2 separate regions of the Pan troglodytes genome follow, and region 2 is linked to region 1. Evidence: chromatin contacts called from public HiChIP or PLAC-seq data. All regions are on one chromosome and are shown on one strand. Each heading gives the region's core, a stretch centred on a gene start, on an enhancer-like site or on the middle of the called end of the contact. The rest is flanking DNA. Distances are from core to core; before and after follow the strand shown. Region 1 holds the start of CLDN11 (claudin 11). Region 2 holds the start of SLC7A14 (solute carrier family 7 member 14).

Evidence for each region. HiChIP or PLAC-seq counts read pairs in DNA pulled down with a chosen protein or histone mark.
Region 2: an H3K4me3 HiChIP or PLAC-seq map of stem cell-derived excitatory neurons shows a contact between it and region 1, with 3 times the contacts expected there. The contact joins the promoter of SLC7A14 here to the promoter of CLDN11 in region 1. A contact is called at or near these places in 1 of 1 datasets of contacts at active chromatin or transcription factors (stem cell-derived excitatory neurons) and 1 of 1 other capture datasets (stem cell-derived neural stem cells).

The regions. Positions count from the first base shown.
Region 1 is chr2:173,570,395-173,573,658 of NHGRI_mPanTro3-v2.0_pri, reverse strand. CLDN11 (claudin 11) reads right to left here and starts at 1,543. Exons shown (of 3, transcript NM_001246413.1): 1 at 1,119-1,543. The coding sequence starts at 1,344.
Region 2 is chr2:173,736,823-173,740,086 of NHGRI_mPanTro3-v2.0_pri, reverse strand. It overlaps SLC7A14 (solute carrier family 7 member 14), which reads left to right and starts at 1,508. Exons shown (of 8, transcript XM_526378.8): 1 at 1,508-1,686. All of the region lies in intron 3 of LOC129143652 (a long non-coding RNA gene), which reads right to left.

The DNA.
Region 1 (3,264 bases), core at 294-2,793:
TGGCGGCTTCAGGGACAGGTTTCTCCCCATCTTGAGGAAACCGGGAAAATCCTTTAAGTGAGCACAATCCACGAAGGCTGGGGGACAGAAGCCCACCTTGTAGGGACCGGGACAAGGACATGCCTTTGGGGTAGGGCAGAGATTCCAGCAGAAAACCAAGGGGGTGCCCGCGACCTCGCCATTGCCCAACCCATTGGTTTAAATCTGAATTGAGGCTGTCGCCCAAAATGTTTCCACAGGACACATGTGAAAATGTGGCCCCTGGCCGGCGATAGGCTGCCAATTTTTACCTCCCCTTCCCACTCTGAGACACGCTGGAGGGGTGGCGGCGAGCGACCCTCGGCGGCGCGCTCCGTATCTCCCCAATGGAGTCCGCCCTCCGAGGCGCGCTCGCTCGTCCCTATCCAACCCAGCGGCGCGGAGCGGGAGCCGACGTCACCGCAGCCCCGCGGTCTGACGCGCCCACAGCAGGGGCGGGGGTAGCGGGGGCAGCGGAGATGGCCCTGGGCACGTGCGGGAATCAACCTGACATTTCCCAAACCAGGCAGCCCAGAGAGCCCTGGACGTGAATTGCTCAGCGGCTGGGCGGACGGAGCTAGGAGGGCTCTAACCTGGCCGGGGGCGCTTCACCCATCCCATGAGGACCGAGAAACTCAGCCTGAGCCGGTTAGATTCTCCTGTCAGCTTGTGTTACACGCTCCTTCTCACCTCTGCGGGCGGAATCTAACGCGAAGGCTCGGCGCCCCGGGGGAAGCCGGGCGGGAGCGGGAAGCACTTCAGGAAGCGGACGGTGGAAGGATGCGGGCTGGGACCGCAGTAATTAACACGGACTCAGTTCCTATTAGGTGTTCCGGTTTGTTCATTCTCAAAGGGACTCGGCCAGTGTTACCACCGGCCACATTGCCACTATTATCTCAAATTCCAGATAAGAATACTGAGGCCTAGAGAAGTTAAGTTCGGGGCTGCCTAATTCTTCTACAACAAGGTGGAACTAGGGATGTCAAAAACGTACCCAAAGGTCTTCAAGCCCCCAAAATGTCTCTGCGAGGCCGTCTAATATCCCGCTCTCTACCCAGAGGATAAGGATTTGGGAGCCGCCGCCAAGCTCGGGTCCTTACCCGGCAGGATGAGGATGTCCACCAGGGGCTTGCAGTGGTACAGCCCCGTGGCCATGACGCAGTCGGCCCACAGCCCCTTGGAGCCCAGCTCATCCAGCTTGCGGCAGGTGGGGATGGTGTAGCCGCAGGTCACCACCCAGTCATTGGTGGAGGTGGTCACGATGACGCCGATCCAGCCCACGAAGCTCGTGACGAAGCCCACCACCTGCAGAAACGTGGCCACCATGGTGGCCGCCAGGATGTCCCCGTGCCTCGCCCCTCACGGCTGTGCCTGGGCCTGGGCTGGACAGTGCCTGCCCAGGTACGTCTCCCACGCTCGCGAGCCGCTGGAGGGCGACGGCCCGAGGCGGGACACTGGAGGTGGAGGTGGGCGCCGGAGGCTGCGAGCTCAGCGGCGAAGGGCGCACGGCGGGGACAGCAGCGCTGCTGGGCAGCGCGCCCCCGCCCCCTCTTTAAGCCCCGCGGCTCCGGCCGGCGAGCACCAATCGGCGGCAGCCCCGGGGCGCGCCGGCCAATCGCGGGGCGGGGCCGGGAGGGAAGCGTGAAGGGGAGCAGAGTAACCCCAGGGGGGCCATTGGGCCGCCCCGCCCCGTCCGCAGCGCAGTCCGGCGATGCAAAGTAAAACAATTCCATCCAGGTCCAGAGAAACGGAGAGCGCAAAGAGGGCGTGCGTTTGTCGAGAGTTCTGTTTTGCTGCGACTGGTTTCTCTTCTTATAGCCCCTCTCTCATCTCAGTCTCTGGGTGTCCATTCCGCTCCGACCCTCCTCAGCTCCTCCCTGCTCGCTCCTTCTTCCCTGCTGCGAGCACTCCAAGGGCGCTCGGTACAGTCCCCCGACGACCCAGGATTGTGACAGACTGAAAAGTGCAGTAGGGACAAACGCGAGGCATTCAGTACACACAGTTACTAGAAGAAAGAAAACGATGCTTTTCAGTGGTTGAACATCATCAGCGGCAAACGTGGCCATAATAATCAACAACAGCAACTCACATTTATCGAGCTGTGTTATATATTATGCAGATGCATTTTACATGCATTAGCTCATTTAATCCTCATAACAGCCTTTGAGGTAGGAACAATTGTCAATGACACATACTAGGCCGGGAGTGGTGGCTCACACCTGTAATCCCAGCACTTTGGGAGGCCAAGGTGGGCGGATCACCTAAGGTCAGGAGTTCGAGACCAGCCTGACCAACATGGTGAAACTCCATCTCTACAGAAAATACAAAAATTAGCCGGGCGTGGTGGCGCATGCCTGTAACCCCAGCTGCTTGGGAGGCTGAGGCAGGAGAATAACTTGAAGGAGGTTGCAGTGAGCCAAGATCGTGCCACTGCACTCCAGCCTGGGTGACTGAGTGAGACACCATCTCAAAAGCAAACAACAACAACAACAACAAATTACACGCACTAGCCATAGAGAAACAGCACAAGAAGGTTGAGTTGCCCAAGTTCACGCAGCTAGGAAGGGGTAGACACCATGGGCCCATCTCATCCCTTTCACGAACTGTTTCTAGGAAACTGTCCTGATCAGTCTGAAAATTCCTAAGGGGTTCATGTGTCCCATTTTAGACACATTAAAAGCTACAGCAGACTTCTCTGGCTCACTGTAAATAAATTAATATCTGTACCCCACTGAGAAAACTGCCCAGCCCAGAATGAGCGCTCGGATAGTGTAGAGCTATCATCATCACCATCAACATCATTAAGCCACCATGCATACAAATAGGCCGCATTATTTGCACCTTTGTATTCAGATAGGGAAGTCTTCCTTGAACTGTATTTACAGTCAACAGTTTTCACTCCCTTTGAAACATTTGGCTTATCTTATTATCTCCTTCTATCCATTCCCTTGGACCGCTGCCTCCTCACCAATCATGAGACTTAAAGGTGTGAGGATTTCAGAAAGCACAAAAACTTCCTGCTCAGCGTTCTAAAATCTAAGATACTAACCATAAATCATAGGTACCGAGCTTTCCCAAAGCCAGCCCTAATGCTGGTTATCAGTGCAATCACCATGTCTTCTAGGAAAGCCTGGACTTGAGGAGACAATTACATTTCCCTGGAGACCCCAAGGAAATCAAGTGCACACACAGAAATGGCTCTTGTAATTGATAGCAGAGTGTCAAGTACAAGGGTCACAGTAATCA
Region 2 (3,264 bases), core at 259-2,758, 170 kb before region 1:
ATATGATAAGTAGCTGGCAGAACCTGCACTGAGATTCCAAATTTCTGATTTTTTAACTTTGTACTTTTCCTACAATGTCTCACAGCTTCTTGGTGATCCCAGGAGGTCTAACATATCCTGCAGAACTACTAAAAGCTTAAAATATGGGGATATTATCAGGCTTAGATGCTCATTGAAGGCAGTAACAAGCCTGAGGTAGGTGGACTAACCAAGACTGTCCTGGCAATGATCAAGCAACTTTCTGGGAAAAGCCCAGGGCAGACCCACAAAGTAGAGCTAGATTTGAACTGCTCCACCCTAGAGGAGTATCAGTCAGCCAGTATTCTCCCCAAACACAAGCCCAGTGAATTTATTTCCAAGGATAGGAGAGTTACATTTTGTTGCCTCCCGTGTGTTTTGAGGGCTTGGGCCAAAGTGCAAGAATTTATGTAGATAACTTTCATCCAAATCAGTCTACTCAATGCTTGTTAAATAATTCATTCAGTGATGTGGCCAAGCATGCCTGGGTTGGTCCCATCTAGTCCCAATCCTTTTGGGACATAACCTGGCTCTAGGACACTCATCTTAAAGGAGCCAATACAAAATAGAAGCCTTATCTCTCTCTTGTCTCCGTTTAGACTGGTACTTGTCTAGCCTGACCTCACAGATGCCTCCTTCCATGTTTAAAAGATGCTTTCACTGTATTAGCACACATCACATCCTTCTTGCCTTGTGAAATTTATTTTAACAAAGGTTGGGGGAAAAGAACTCTCCTTTATTGAGCTCCAAATACCTGTCCAACTCTAGGCTAGGCAATTCTAAGAACATGATGATTTCTCAATCTCATGACAATACTGCAAGGTGGTTATTTCACAGACGAGAGAAGAAAAGCTAGAAAGTTAAATGCTCCAAGGTCATACAGATTGGAATCCTAATGGCTCTTCAAATCTCAAGTCCATGATCTTTGCACCCATAAGATGTTGTGAACCCAAAGATAAACTTGAGCTTTGAAGACGGAGGTGGGTCTTGTCTTCTTTAGGAGGAGAGGAGAAATCAACCTCTCTCATTTTTTCTTTCCTGTAGGGCTCAGGGATGTGGAAGTTTAAGAGCAACGAAGGCTCCGCAGAGGATGAGGGAAGCTTCCAGAGGGCAGGAAGGAGGTCTGGACAGCCCAGTCTAGCAGGGGCAGAGCTGCGGCAGATGCCTTCCCAACGCACAGACATTGCAGAGTCCTGCTGGTCCCTGCTTTCCCAGGGCAAAGAACTGCCCCCATCCACGGCCCCCTCAACCTCCCTGCAGCCTGAGATAAGACACTGGAGGTCACAACTGGAGGCTCAGAAGGCCAGCGAGGAGTTGTGAGCGGCAGACAGAGGGGAAGGCGGGGGGGGGGGTGGGGGGGGGGCAGGTGGGAGGTGGTCTGGTGCCAGGCTTGGGCTCAGTATGTAAGGGGTTGGGCAGGCCATGTGACTCCAAGGAGGCGGAGACAGGCGAGCTGGAGGGAGGACGAGCAGGCACGGGGAGGGGTTCGGGGGGTGGGGGCGCAATCTGTATAATTGAGGAGCTGTTCAGCAGCAGCGGCTGCCTCCTGCCTTCCTTTGCCGCCACCACCACTTCCCATCCCAGCTAGAGAGACAGCTCCGCGCAGTAAGTGCGGACTGCCAGCCACCAGCCTTGGCAGCCAGCTCGTCGCCTCCAGCCCCGACCCCGGTAAGTGAACGGCCCCCTTCGCTGCCGTTTGTCCCCCTCCGCGACCCCCGCGCCCCAGCGGGACCCCTGCAACTGGGATGGCCGCCTCTCCCGGAATGACCCAGGGAGCCGGAGTCACCAGGAGCGGGGGACCAGGAATATGGCGCGGAGGCCGAGGGCGCCCTCCGGGAAGGGGTTCCCTGGAAGAACCGAGGAGGTGGGTCGGGCTCTTTCCTGCTCTGGCCCGGAATGAGGCCCCGACTGCCCGCGGTCTCGGGGCACCGGGCTCTGACTCGCGGGAGCTGCCGGGCGGGGCGGGGGCCAGCGCGGCTCCGGCGCCGCTAGAGCGGAAGGCAGAAGGGGAGCCGCGAGCGGAGTGCGGGCAGCCTAGGTCTCGGCAGACGCCGGGCCCGTCCTGTCCCCCGCCTTGGCGCGCACCCCGCACGGGCAGCTCCGTTCTCCGCCTCGGACCGAGACCATGAAACGGAGACGCTTTTCCGGCCGCAGACTCCGGGGAGGTCGGGAGCAACGTCTGCCCTTTTACCTGGGAGCAAACTCCTCAAAGGGACTCCCGCCGAGCCCAGCACCCCGACCAGGATGGTGGCGCCCCGAGGGGCGTCTGTCCCCGGAGAGTGGTGACTCGCCCGGGAGCGGCGAAGAGGACGTGACGGGAGCGGTGTCCAGGGAAGCTCCCTGCCCAGAGCCGGCAGCCCCAGCAAAGGGAGCTCTCCTGCACTGCTTCAACCCTCAGTCTCCTCTCTTCCCCCATTCCAAAGCACATCAGCTCCCCTCTAATCCAAGAGGGCCAGGCTAGGGCTGCGTGGCCACGCGGGATGCAGCCCCCACCCTCCTTCTCTCTCCTGTGTCACCCCGCCCCCTCCCCAAATGAGTATTTTATATTGCGATTGAAGAGTGAGCAAAGCACAGGCGAGAAGAGATGCAGGAAGGCTAGAGCAGCGGGGCTCGCTCCTGTTCCTGGCACTCCTCATCCCCCCACCTGTGTGAAGCTCGTTTCCTTGAGATTTTGAGCGGAGACACTCAAAGGAACTGGCTCTGGCGAAGGGATCCCCGCCTGAGTGTCGGTGAACGTCACTGGCCCGAATTGCCCAAGGGCCGCAGGATGTCAACCTGCCTCCCCCTAGGTATAGGGTCTAGGAGAGCGCTGGGGGCAAGGTAGCTCTCCTCCTCCGACTGAGTGCAGGGAACGGCGCTGTCCGCGGTCCTGAAAGTTCTCGGAGGCTGGGTGCTAATACCGCCAGGGCCCACATTCCCTGCGAGCAGAAACTGCGTTAGAACCCTAAAGGGTTCTAAGCAAGCGACCTAGAGAAACAGGCGAAGAAGGGGCTTTGCCTTTCCCGGTTTTCTGCTTCCCTGGGACTCCGCTTGGGAAAAGGTTCCCGGCTTTCCTGAGTGGAAGAGCAGGAAGCGGGTGTCACTTCAGGATCCAGCTTTGCTAACTTCGGGAGCTTCCTCGTTCTACTTCCTATACCTGAGCAGTGAGACTTCCTGTCGGTAAAGTGTTGAAAGGCAGTTAGGGATGCTGTTTTGATAATAAACATTTCTGTGGCTTTCAGGAATCAGAGAATTGTTAGGCTACAC